Regions from separate parts of the Rattus norvegicus genome. Here region 1 is linked to region 2. Evidence: chromatin contacts called from public Hi-C data. All regions are on one chromosome and are shown on one strand. Each heading gives the region's core, a stretch centred on a gene start, on an enhancer-like site or on the middle of the called end of the contact. The rest is flanking DNA. Distances are from core to core; before and after follow the strand shown. Region 1 has its middle 150 kb from the start of Ncald. Region 2 has its middle 110 kb from the start of Grhl2.

Evidence for each region. A called contact is a pair of places that touch in the nucleus more often than the background predicts.
Region 1: a Hi-C map of the A7r5 cell line shows a contact between it and region 2, with 2.8 times the contacts expected there. The contact joins two enhancer-like sites. A contact is called at or near these places in 3 of 12 Hi-C or Micro-C datasets (the A7r5 cell line, hepatocytes and liver).

What each region holds. Positions count from the first base shown.
Region 1 is chr7:70,661,615-70,664,323 of GRCr8, reverse strand. It overlaps a transcript of Ncald not described here. Among named protein-coding and RNA genes, the nearest start is that of Ncald, 150 kb to the right of the region's middle. Within about 2 kb of position 1,408, at least 16 of the 93 cell types and tissues checked have an H3K27ac peak or open chromatin away from gene starts, as enhancers often do. A contact at or near this core is called in the A7r5 cell line, where this site is marked.
Region 2 is chr7:70,178,137-70,180,918 of GRCr8, reverse strand. No RefSeq gene overlaps it. Among named protein-coding and RNA genes, the nearest start is that of Grhl2, 110 kb to the left of the region's middle. Within about 2 kb of position 1,363, at least 63 of the 93 cell types and tissues checked have an H3K27ac peak or open chromatin away from gene starts, as enhancers often do. A contact at or near this core is called in the A7r5 cell line, where this site is marked.

The DNA of each region.
Region 1 (2,709 bases), core at 159-2,658, 480 kb before region 2:
AGTGTCCATTTGAGGAAGTGGAAGTGATTGCTTTGCATACACAAGGACATGAGTTTGTATCCCCAGAGCCCGTGTAAGTAAAGCGGGACATAGTGCCACTTGCTCACAACCCCAGTGCTAGGGAGGCAGAAATGTGGACTCGTGGGGCTGGCTGGCCAGCCCAGTCTACTCAGTAACCTCTAGGTCCATGGGTCTTGAAGCCTCCAAAATACATGAAGGATGGTGCCTGGGAAAAGTTACCTGAGGTCATCCTCTGACCTCTACATCCACACCTGTATATGTACACAGATGATTCCCACACCCATGAACTTGCACACACATGTACACACACAAATAATAAAAATGGATCATAAGGCTAAGTAATCAGAGTCTCTCCTAATATGCACAATTTTATTTATAATAAAGTCGTGTTAAGAACCTTGAGGGCTTGAAACTGAACTGTCTGGGTTTGAATCCGGGCTCTTTACCTGTTTACTTCTGTCAGGTGCTTATTAACTTGTTTTAGTGAGATCATCTCTTGGAGAAGAAGTGCTCATGTCTTGCCAAGGGTCAACAGAGAGGCATGGCTGTCATCGGGCAGAACATCTCCATACTTCCTTCCTCCTAGCTGGCCGCATGACTGCCGAGAGCCCTTCTCAGAAACCCTTTTTATGCTCAAGAGTGTTATAACTGAGCCCAACTTATATAGGGCCCATTATGCTGCCAAGAATGTTCCAGAAGCATTGGGATTACAGGCTTGAATAAGAGCTATTAGAGAACTGGTTGGGCTATCTTTGGTCAGCCTGAAACAATTGCAAGGTATCACCAAGTTAAAGCGTGCTGATTGCTAGTGACCCCTGCTCCCACCCCCACCCACCCCCACGCACTAGAGTGTCTCAGGGTTTGCAATCCACACTTGGCCATAGAAAATTCCATTTTTAGAATGAGGAGGACCCCAGAGAAACCTGAGCCTGAGCATTGTGACAGACGCCCTGCAGGGGATCATACACCTCAGAACTCTGAGATGATCAGACACTGAAGTGGTTTGGGTTTTGCTGAGGCCTCATGGAAGGAGAGAATCTTTTCTTTTGACGAAATGTGTATAATGGAGCTGAGAGAGACTTAGCAAATCTCCCAGCTTGAGATCTTCATGCCAGTGACCTGATGATATCTCATCTCTGAGTGTCCCCAGAATATCCTGTACACAGTGTAACATGTCTCATATGCTGTAAATCAAAGAGCTGTCTTGCCTTCTCACTGACACCCCTGGGTTTCTGTGGGCTCTTATGCAAGTAGACAAGGTATCAGGCCTTGACCTGAGGTCTGACCTACCACGGCCATGAGTCAATGGCTGTCAGATTCCACACACCCTAACTGCTCTGTCCCTGCTACATTTTAGGAGACTCCAACTATTTTTGGGAAGAAAACAAGTTATCTTTCCGTCTGCCAGTGTGTTTGCCAAGACACATCCTGATTCATTACACAGCCACCAAGATACAAAGCCCTAAAAATAGCAGACTCCCTTTAATGTTTCGTTTGGCATCGGGGCTCCAAGCCCATATGAACCACAGTTGGTATTTCAGACTGATTTCATTGAATTTCCTGGGTATTATGCTCTTTGGCTGTGGAGGGCAACTTGCTGTTTATCTCATCTCTGCTTGGCTTTAGATTAAGGCTCCGTGCTTAAAAAGAAAAACAACATTTGACCACCCATCTGTTTAATATTTATTTTGCCTTTTCTTTTTTTAAGCTCCCTTGTTATGCTAACATTACTGCTTCTAAATAGAGTGTCCATGTTTGATTGCATTGTTCCTTTTAAAATCTTTTCCCCTTGTTGGTCTAATTAGAATTTATAATGTACTGGGGCTAGAACTTCTTCAACGTAAAACTCCAAACTACATTCATGGATCTCCATGGCAGACACTGGTGAATAACCTCTCGTTTTCACTCATTTCCTTCAGTTTACTAAACTGTGGCATTTAGGCCTTGTTTCCTGCTCAGCATCGCTATGTTCTAGTAGAGGAAAATGGCGGCTGGGGCAGCGAGTCTTCAGAATAGAGTCAAGTACAAGTGGTGCATCATGGTCGTGTCCTTCCCGCTGCACACACTGCTGTGGGTCAAGGAGCCACTCTCAGTCTTTCATAAGTCCTGTGAGGTCTAATGAGCAGGAGACTAGGGAGACAGATTAGTTATTTCTTCACAGACATCCAGGTAACCATGACTTTGCAACCTCTCCTCCTCCACCTCCTCCTTCCCCTTCTCCACTTCCTCCCTCCCTCCTCTCCTCCCTCCCTCTCCTCCCCCCAACTCTCTCTCTTTCTCCTTTCCCCTCTCCATCCTTCCTCTCCTCTTTCCATTATAGTATACAGACATATAGCTCTATTGCTACACAGTTTCTAGGAAGCTGTTGTTTGTTTTGTATCTTCAGCCATGTTTGTGGTTTGGGGACACTTGGAGGTCAGCCGTTGCTGTGACTTGGACATCTCTGTGATTGGAGCATCTCTGGGTTTGGATAGGCACATAAGAGAAACTGGATTGAATTGATTTGCTGGAACACAGTCATTGGACTCACTGTGAATCTGCTACCTTTCCAAGTCTGGCATTTTCCTGTGTGATTCAGGTATGATGCTAGCCAAGTTGAGCCTTTCAGGAGTAGATGATGTTCCTTTAATGTCTGTGTTCATTACATACATTGTGAGGGCTTGGGGAAACTTAAAAAAAACTCTATAA
Region 2 (2,782 bases), core at 114-2,613:
AGTGTGTGCGTGTGCATGTGCATGTGTGTGAATGTGCACCGCATGTATACGAAGGCATGGGTACGGGCTGGAGAGATGGCTCAGTGGTTAGAGCACCGACTGCTCTTCCAGAGGTCCTGAGTTCAAATCCCAGCAACCACATGGTGGCTCACAACCATCTGTAATGAGATCTGATGCCCTCTTCTGCTGTGTCTGAAGACAGCTACAGTGTGTATAATAAATAAATCCTTTTTAAAAAAAGTAACAGGGGTTAGGGATTTAGCTCAGTGGTAGAGCGCTTGCCTAGCAAGCATAAGGCCCTGGGTTCGGTCCCCAGCTCCGGAAAAAAAAATAAAATAAAATAAAAAAGTAACAGGCTACTCTTTTAAAAAGGCATGGGTACATATGGTCGAAGTGTAGGTCTGTGCATGCATACATACATACATACATACCGATTTGTGTACGGGGTGCATGTTACTATGTGTGTGCCACACGAATTCAACTCTCTGACAAGGAAGATTAAGGGAGTTGTGCAAGGGCAGTTCTGGCACAGAGAAGAGAGAATTATCATTCCACACTGCTCAGAAACTGCCAGTTGACTGTGGGCAGACGCGCAGCACACTACCCGTAACACCCCATGGGCTAGCTAGTGCCTGACTTGGGGTCTGGTGAGGTTCCCTTTTCTCAGATATGAGTGGCAGAATATAGTGTTCTGTCATAGAAAGCTGAGGCGTGACTGGGTTTAGAACCATATAGACTTGAGCTCCATTTCATGCTCTGCCTGCAGTCACTCCGGGACTGAGAGCAAGCCACACCACCTCTCTGGCCCTCCCTTTCCCTGTCTAGCAAGGCACATCAGAAAGCGATATAATAATTGACAGTTTTGTCCTGATGAACGAGGAAAATCTTTTTTTCAGTGTTTCCTTTTTTTTCAAAGCTGTCACTTTGTGCCTAATCCGCAGTGAAGCCAGGCTTCCTGGCTGGTTAGAAGATGGTCTGTAGCCCATCTTAATGACCCATTAGGTCTCTTTGGAAGCCACTGACAAATAAAGCCCCGGGGTCACAAAGAGTTAACGCTGTAGAGCCAGGGCAACCCCGCAGAGTTCAGCCAAACGTTCTTCAACTGGGACCAGGAAAAAGTACCTGTTACACAACAAACCCTCTGCTAGCTGAAAATACCGACCAGAGCGAATAATGCCTGTTTAAAAATGAAATAGTACACCTGAGTCAGCTGATAGCCTGACTCTTCAAAGGTCTGAAGTGAAATAAAGAAAGGCCGCCTCAGCAGGGAGGCCGCGGTGGCGTTGGGGGAGAGCCAGGCGGAACAAGGACGCAGTGGCCGCCAGGCCACCTGCCCGGGAGGCGGGACCTGAGTCAATAAAGCCACTAAGCAAACAGTCATGCTCAGTTTGTACAGTGGTTGAGGCTTGTGGGCGGAGGAGCGCTGGAAGCCGGCACACATCCCCCGTTAAATCCCAGCCCAGCTCCCAGCTTTGTTTACATGGCTCGTCTCACCGCAAGATGGCGGCCCGTGGGGTGCGGGGCAGCTTCGGGCGAGCGGGAGCTGGGCCGGGGACTGCACCCTGGGGCGGCTCCCCTGCCTGCATCCTCTCACACAGCGGTACTGAGATCCGTTATCTTGATGAAACAGGGCTGGGAGGAGGGAATAAGGATGTAGGGGTGGGGCTCTTTAGCCTAGTCACTTAGACAGTGGGGGTGAGTCTCAGGATAATCTACACTGTATAACATTTCATATTTTGGAAGTAGTAAGAGCTGAGAAGAAGGCAGCTTCCATGCAGAGCATGCGCGTGTCTCTCATCTCTGCGACAGGAAGTTTTGCTGCCTCATGCCTGAAATCCTAGCACTCAGGAAGCTGAGTCAGGATGATGGCTGTCAATTTATGGTCTGCTTGGCTTACATCGTGAGACTATCTTAAAAACAAACCAAATAAACAAGCAAACAAAAGTTAAAAGGACAGTGGAGTTTGAGTCGGAGATGCAAATGGGGTATCAGTAGTAACCAGGCCTAAGAGCTTCCACGTTGTCTGCTTTGAAATTTCTTCTCCTAAACTGGGTGGAGGATGGTCCACGCTTTTAATCCCAGCACTCATGATGTCTGATTTTGAGGCCAACCTGGTTTACAGGGCAAGCCTCAGGACAGCCAGGGCTACATAGAGAAACCCTGTCTTGCAAAACAAGCAAACAAGCAAGCAAGCAAGCAAACAAAATCTCTTCTTTCCTCAAGAACTCTGTTCCTTCTCAGCAGCGATTTTAATCAGGGAGCTGGGGTGGCCCTCATGAGACCTTTGTCAAAAGCTGGAGGCATGCTTAGCGGTGGTAACATGCTGGGGTGCTACTGTAGGTGGGGATCAGAATAGTGGTTGAATATCTGACAGTGCACAGCTCTCCACATCAAAGTATTCTCCAGCCCCAAATGTCAACAGTGCTGAGGTTGAACTGTGCTCTCATGTCTTACCGCTATTGAAAAGTATCTATTTAAGTCACAATACGACCTGAATGGCTGGCAGTCCGCATAGAAACCTAGGGCAAGTTGATTTTTAAAGAGGTTTCTATTTGAGAGCTCTAAATCAATCTCAATGTGTCTCTCTCTGTATCTCTGTCTGTCTGTCTCTCTCCCCTGTCTCTGTCTCTGTCTCTCTCTCTCTCTCTCTCTCTCTCTCTCTCTCTCTCACACACACACACACACACACACACACACACACACACACACACACACACTCACACGTACAGAGTTGTGTTGGGGGAGGTCCCATTTCTTCCCTCTTGGGTTGCTATGACACCTA